Regions from separate parts of the Danio rerio genome. Here region 1 is linked to region 2. Evidence: chromatin contacts called from public HiChIP or PLAC-seq data. All regions are on one chromosome and are shown on one strand. Each heading gives the region's core, a stretch centred on a gene start, on an enhancer-like site or on the middle of the called end of the contact. The rest is flanking DNA. Distances are from core to core; before and after follow the strand shown.

Region 1 (3,671 bases), core at 1,047-3,546, 310 kb after region 2:
AAAGTCAGTTACCAGTTGGTCTTCATTCAGCTTTTCCCCCTTCTTCAGCTTATCACTGTATCTTTCCAGTTTGAGCTGTAAGAAATAAGCTTAGTTATGTCAAACACAAACTTGTAAACATTGTTAATATTAAAAGTGTGAAATATTCCATCATTTGAGATTAAAAGTGGGGTTAAGAATGAGGATCCCACCTACAGCCAGTGTTTGCATGCACAGGTCTTACTAGTACTGAACTCTTACCCCACAAAACCTCAAATCACACCCGGGTCACGGCACCAATTTAACCATTCTAAATTAACTTGCAGCATCATCCCCAAAAATCCCACTCCCACCCAGGTCATGGTACCAATTAACCAGTCTAGTTTTAATTGCAGCATCACCCCCCTAAAACCTTACTCCCACTATTTAATCTAGGGCAAGTATACAGTGTGCACTGTTATAAAAATACTTTTCTAAGCAACAGAGAATATAGACCCAGACCAGGAGTAATGGGCCACAGATTCATCCTAAATATTAAAAGGTACCTTCTTTTTCTCAATGTTACGAATCTTGTGCTTGAGGCAAATGAGGCCGTCCTCAATGTACTTCTCATAGCCACAGTAGACGGTTGTAGAGCTCAGGGCTAGCTGGAGGGCGGAAAGCATTCGAGGGGATTCAGGTTTTGGGCTGCCCTGGCCATCATCCTTCTCCACAGTGAGTTCCGAGGGCGTCAACGTCTCTAATGTCCGAGATGGTGATAGCTGAACCATGGTTTCAGTCTTTCTGGTGGACAGGGGAAAAGAAGCAAAATTATCACTCTACAGTTGTGACATTTGATCAAAACATCGCCAATATTGTCCTAAAACTATTCAGCACCCATTCTGTCTAACCATTTTTTTTTTAAACAATCACTTCAAAATGTTGACCTCTATTTACGATGAAATGAAGAACTTTTATGCCATAACCGAATGATAGATTACTTGTTACTAAATACAGAATATATGCTTGAAAATGTAAAGTGTATACATTATTTTTAAAAACAGCTTGCCAATATTACAGTGGTCATGAACTTTATACTGACACCTGTTGGTATGGATGAAGCATCACAAACCTCAAAAAGGTAAATTGCGCAAGTGTTACTTCAAGTTCATATAGGAGTAATGTGAAAACAAAAACCCAACTACAAATACTACATTTAAGGCCATATAAAATGTAATTAACTTAAACTGATACAATATGAAAACTATAAAACACTTTAAAAAGCAATGGTTAAAAAAATCCCTGATTTGTTATTCTTTGCATAATAATACAAGTTTATCAATAAATTTCAAATGTTTCCTTTCCCATTTATAGAGGTTTAACAAAATACCATATGACTTTGTATTTTTATTAAACCATGTCTATAAATCTTTAACCGGTGCATAATTTTATAGGTGAAAATGGAAGGTAAATAAAAAAATCTAAACCAATTAGATAGCCCAAATTAAAAAAAAAGTTTGTCCATGCTTGTGCTATAAATAAAAAAGTTTTCTACATGTTTAAATGCCATATAAATGTAGACTACGTCTTGTTTATAATACAATGACAATCACTCGTTGACCATTAATGTATAAAAATCACCTCAAAAAACAGCCTTAACATATCGTACAATACACACACCAAACTCTGCCATGTGTCTGGACATTCGCCAGTGCTAACCATGACATGGCATTTACGTAAAGTGGTAACAAATACAAGAATAAACGGCGAAATGCGTCTGAAAATCACTTAAAATGTAGCATAAACAAAACATGCTTGTTTACTAGATCATTTACAAATATCCCACAGACGGTTTAATGTACCTCTAGCGTTCATAAATATTGCTCACTAATCAAACAAGATCAACAATAACGCTACAATAGCTATTTCCAAAGGGACCCATTGCAATACTCTGAATCGTAACTTTTAAAACCTTAATCCAAAACAAATTGTCTCCATTCCAGACTAATCCTACCCAAACAGCATCAACACGGTGCCACCACCCAAAACCCCGCAAAGAGAACCCAAATAAGTTGCTCGAGGAGGATTCAAGACAGATGCATGTGACAGCATAGAAACTCGCAGAAATCTCACCGACCTCATGCGTCTCTGCTGGAGTGTGTGTGTTTGTTTGCTGCGTTTCAGATCGCTAGGATGACTTGGGTGGGAAGGCTGCTCATTTAGAGCCAACGCAAATGAGTTAGCCTTTCGGTGAGCTGCTGGACAGACGACATAAAGCGGTGGTTAAACAGAGAGGACAGACCGTAGCATCCTCTCACCTATTTATGCCCTAGGAAAAGAGGAGACACATCAGCTGGAGGAGCAATCATGACGTCACGCAGACAAGCACAGGACAAAACAGTATGGTCCCTGCGCTCAACCTCTCTCTCTCTCTCTCTACTCTCTCTTTTCTATCTATCTATCTATCTATCTATCTATCTATCTATCTATCTATCTATCTATCTATCTATCTATCTATCTATCTATCTATCTATCTATCTTTCTATCTATCTATCTATCTATCTATCTATCTATCTATCTATCTATCTATCAGTCTACATATAATTATGTCAGCAGGGAGACAGCAATGGATATTAGATTTGTTTACTTAAGTTTACTTCTTGCCTATATATAATTCCATATATTCATTCATTTTCCTTTAGCTTAGTCCCTTATTTATCAGGAGTGAACCGCCATGTCCATATAAAATAATTAATTTAAAAGTTTTTTTTTTTCTTATAATATGTTTTAATTTCAAATAATTCACATGGTGGCAAAGATGAAGTTCAACAGTTCACTAAAATCTTCAGTGGGCATTCTCTGGGATTTGAACCCCCAATTTTCATGTTGCAAGCACCACGCTGAACTTGATCCTACATCATCTACAGCACTTTCTAGTTTGCTAATGCCATTTACTGACAAAAGCTTATGTGGCATTAACAATAACAATATGTGCGTTATGGCTTCAGTTTCCAGGGACTTGAGCTCACAACCTTCATGTTGCATGTATGAGCTACCAATATAAAGTATTATTTCCAGCTTGTTTAATGATATTTACTGGCATGTGCTCATATGACGTTAGAAATATGAGGATCATAGGTTCAATTCCCAGGAAACTGAACTCACAACCTTCATTTTGCAAGCATCAAGAGCAGCATTAAAACCATTAATTGTCTATTCCTGCATCTAGCTTGACTAATGTTGTTTGACTGTGGCATTGACTATGTGAGGGTAATGGGTTCAATTCCAAAGACAGGTATGTGCCACAAATTTGAATATTGAGAGAGAGTCCTTTTATTTCAATAATTATCTTTTAAAAAGTGAAACTTCTGTGTTATTTTAGTTCACTATACAAAGTGAAATATTTGAAATATTTATGGATTAAAGATTAACAATGTTGGCGATGTTTTGATCAAATGTTGACAACTGTAGTGTGACCATTTTGCTTCTTTTCCCCTGTCCACCAGAAAGATGAACATGTTCAACATTGTAGCTCTCTGTGTCTCAATCTAGTCCATTATTTAATGGAAAGCCTGAAATTGCCTCATTCTGGCCTAGTAGGCTTCAGAATCATGGGATAGACCTTCATTAAGGAGGAAAAGTCTGAAAAAGCAATTCCAAATAAAGCTGGATGCTCTCAGAGTGCAGTATCTATGTTAGTAGAGTGTTAAGAG
Region 2 (3,676 bases), core at 787-3,286:
CAAAAAGACTTCGACCAAGGACGGAAGTTTCAGCTGTTGTCTCTTCAACGATCGTAAGAAAAACGTGGCTAAAAACGTCTGTCTCACGTACTCATAAGAAACTTGCGGATGTGACGTTTATCGCCGGCAGCGAATCAGCTTTCACCTCTTCTTTTTAGGCGGTGCTGAGCGGGGTTTGAAACAATGGACTAAACCATTTGTGCTCCATTAGCAACTGTTTGTTTGTCATTTTAAGAAAAAAATTCAACTTAAAACACGAGGAAAAGTATTGTGAACTTTTCTACAAACAAAACAATTCACCGAATATGTCAGGAATAGAGTTTCGCTTCTATTTTAATTATTCGTTTTTAGTATGGTCTGTCGTGTTAAATGAGAACAAATCTGATTATAAACAGTAAAAATACTCAAAAGGGGAATTGGGTTATTTTTATGTGAGAACAAAATTAGAGAATCTTATTATTTCTGGTATTAATTTTACTGGGCAGAGCTGTAATAATAAGATTTTAAGAATGTTAGTAAATACACAGCTTTTCCCTTCTAAAGTTAAGGACAGACACCTTTTCCCCCCTGAAGACAATGTGGTTAGAATTTGAACAAGATTTCTCTTTTCCACTTCTACCAAAGGCAAAAGAATTTCAGCTTTAAATTACTGACGATATGTATCCTTGTAATAAATTCCTCAGACATAGATTTAGTGTGAATTGTAGGCTAACATTTGTATCTTTTGTGAAGCACACTCATTAGAACATGTTTTATTTATGCACATTTTCAAAAAATGTTATGGGATGAAATTTGTGTTTGGTTACGATTAAAGCATGAAATACTTGATTTTTATTTTAAAACTGTAATTCATTCATGTATTCATTTTCTTTTCTGCTTAGTCCCTTTATTAATCCGTGGTCGCCACAGTGGAATGAACCACCAACTTAACCAGCACATGTTTTTACCCCCATTTTAAAACTGTAAAACATTAATATTTTTGTCAGAATTCTGATCTGGAATTTTTTGGTTAACAATGTTGTGAAAAAAATATTTCATCCATAATTGCAAATAAAAAAAGAAAGAAAGAAAAAAACTTTTTTTGCTTTTCCAGAAAGATATTTGTCTTCTTCAATTCTTTAAAGCTTCTGTGACATAAAAAACCTGTAAACTGTGTAGTCTGGTAAAGGTATTTTTTGATGATGAACCCCCTTGTACTATATTGCATTGTATTTTGCTATTTATTTTTATTTATATATGTTTTTTTTTCTTTTGTTTGTGGATGTTGCTATTTGGACTTAGTTGATAAATATGTTTTTACGATTGGTTTTTATTTATTTATTTATTTATTTATTTATTTATTCTGTATGTTCTTAATTAATTTTAAAAAAGTTGTTACTCATTCCACTTTCCTGTGCTCAACTTCCCCGTTAAGACAATTGATTTATATATATATATATATATATATATATATATATATATATATATATATATATATATATATATATATATATATATATATATTTAAAATACATATGTTGCGAAAAACATGTTGAAGAACATCCCCAAAACATTTAAATATACAATGAACTTTAGCTTAATTTGCGTGACTGACCGCTCCAAAATGTCGGCGCCCTTGACAAAAGTGCTTGAATCGTTCTACAGCCTTCTTTGTACTTGAGAGTCTTACGAAACAAACTTAATTCGAAAGATATGTGAAACAAACTGCATCTAATCTTTTCTCATCAACACGACAGTAGTTATTTTGACTCTAAATCTATAAAACATTTATTAAGCGACTGTATGATCATTTTTGTACAATCGAGATTCCCAATGAATTACAGTGCAGCCGATTTATTAAGAATCGTATGGTTCTATGAATATATTTACTAATTTAAAAGGCCTATGATAGTATGTAAAGACACATCATACAAGTAAGAATCTAAATACTTTAATAATAAATAATTCACGAGCCACATGTTGCAGCGAAACATATTATTTATATTATAATATCACACAACTCCATTAGGTGGCAGTATATAGTTTGTGTTCGCAGTGAACCAACAGCAGAAGAAATGAACGAAACCCTCCATTTTCTCTTCTAGTGCCCTTCGCTTGTGCACTAGCGCCATGAGTAGCGCACTTGATGACTCAAAGACAACAGACACAAGTATGGACCACGAACTTTACACTGTACAGAGTCCCTCCGATGACATTAAGGATGGCCCAGAGCATTCAGAATTCATTTATAAGAGTGAGTAGCAATCATTTCGTGCATCTAAAGTGTCATTGCATTCAATTATCTCTCCCATTTTTTTAGCAGTTTAGCATTGGGCTGGTCATGTAAATTGGATGCATGCATTATACAAATCACGTGTTCTACTTTTATTAAAATCTGCACGTGTGTGTTTATGTGTGTGTGGTTCAAGTGTCAAATGAAGAGTTTGTCAGATTCGTGAAGTTACGAGTGACCAACGATGCACTTTTCACTGGAAAGAGAAATTCTTCAACTCTGGCTTACAGGTAAACCGGGCATCACCAACCCTCAGTTACACACATGCATACTCACCCATGCAGAAGTCCATGCAGGAAAAAAATAATTATGCTGTAGATGTTTGTACCAGCAGCCTGCAGGAATTTTGATGTGAATTCTGCATTTGTGTGCTGTAGGGCCATCCTGAAAGAGCTGGGTCTGCAAAGGGAGATTTCTGCCAGCCAGGCCAGGAGAAAATGGGAAAACCTTAAGATGAAGTATAAGGTATGCTGATATACCACTTTATGAGGGTGCAGTTTTCAATTCTGGCCCCCCAAGCACATCCACATCTTGGATATTGGCCAAATTTAACACACCTGAATCAACTCACAAGCTCATCAGCTGAGGACTCCACGAATCTTTTAATCAGTTTCCTTCAAATAATGATATATCCTATTGTAAATTACAGATACATGTGTGTGAAGAGTATGTATTATATTCATACACAAATGAAAATAACAGACAAAATTAACTAAAATTACATTTTTAACATTAACATTGTCATTAAACTAAATGATGACGAATCATGGTAAATAAAGGTCAATTTCAAAATATCTATGTGAAAAATATTAAATCAATACAATACACATGGTTTACATAAATATGATATTTTACAATTAACATAAATATATAAACAACAATACAAAAATATGAACTAAATGACATTTACTAGAATGACATAAATGAATTATTATTAATAAAAATAAATTGTAAATATTTCTATATATATATATATATATATATATATATATATATATATATATATATATATATATATACATATATATATATATATATATATAATATTCATCACATATTTTAATTATTACTAGTAATACATTTATATTAAAAATATTAATATATTTCTAAATCATTTATCACATATAATTTATCATATATATACATGTGATGAAATGTTTATAAATATATTAATATTTAAATGCACATTAATGCTAAATACTACATTTACAATTTCATGAATTTATATAAATAAACAACATCAATAGCAATTACTAAACATTTAAAGATGAATATATTAGAATATATTAAATAGATGTACAGTACATATCTATCTATAATTAGCAGTATATTTTATGCAGTAATAAACAATTCATGGGTAAACATATTTAAAGCTAAATGTTAAATAATGTTATAACAATATCA

The links. HiChIP or PLAC-seq counts read pairs in DNA pulled down with a chosen protein or histone mark.
Region 1: a contact with region 2 is called in an H3K4me3 HiChIP or PLAC-seq map of gastrula embryo, with 4 times the contacts expected there. The contact joins the promoter of caprin2 here to the promoter of si:dkeyp-38g8.5 in region 2. A contact is called at or near these places in 6 of 18 Hi-C or Micro-C datasets (caudal fin, embryo, fibroblasts and 2 more) and 2 of 4 datasets of contacts at active chromatin or transcription factors (caudal fin and gastrula embryo).

The regions. Positions count from the first base shown.
Region 1 is chr4:17,214,740-17,218,410 of GRCz12tu, forward strand. caprin2 (caprin family member 2) reads right to left here and starts at 2,297. Exons shown (of 21, transcript NM_001013273.1): 1 at 2,096-2,297; 2 at 525-762; 3 at 13-75. The coding sequence starts at 2,100.
Region 2 is chr4:16,900,576-16,904,251 of GRCz12tu, forward strand. si:dkeyp-38g8.5 reads left to right here and starts at 2,037. Exons shown (of 4, transcript NM_001123290.1): 1 at 2,037-2,233; 2 at 2,409-2,502; 3 at 2,650-2,737. The coding sequence starts at 2,110. It also overlaps a transcript of atp2b1a not described here.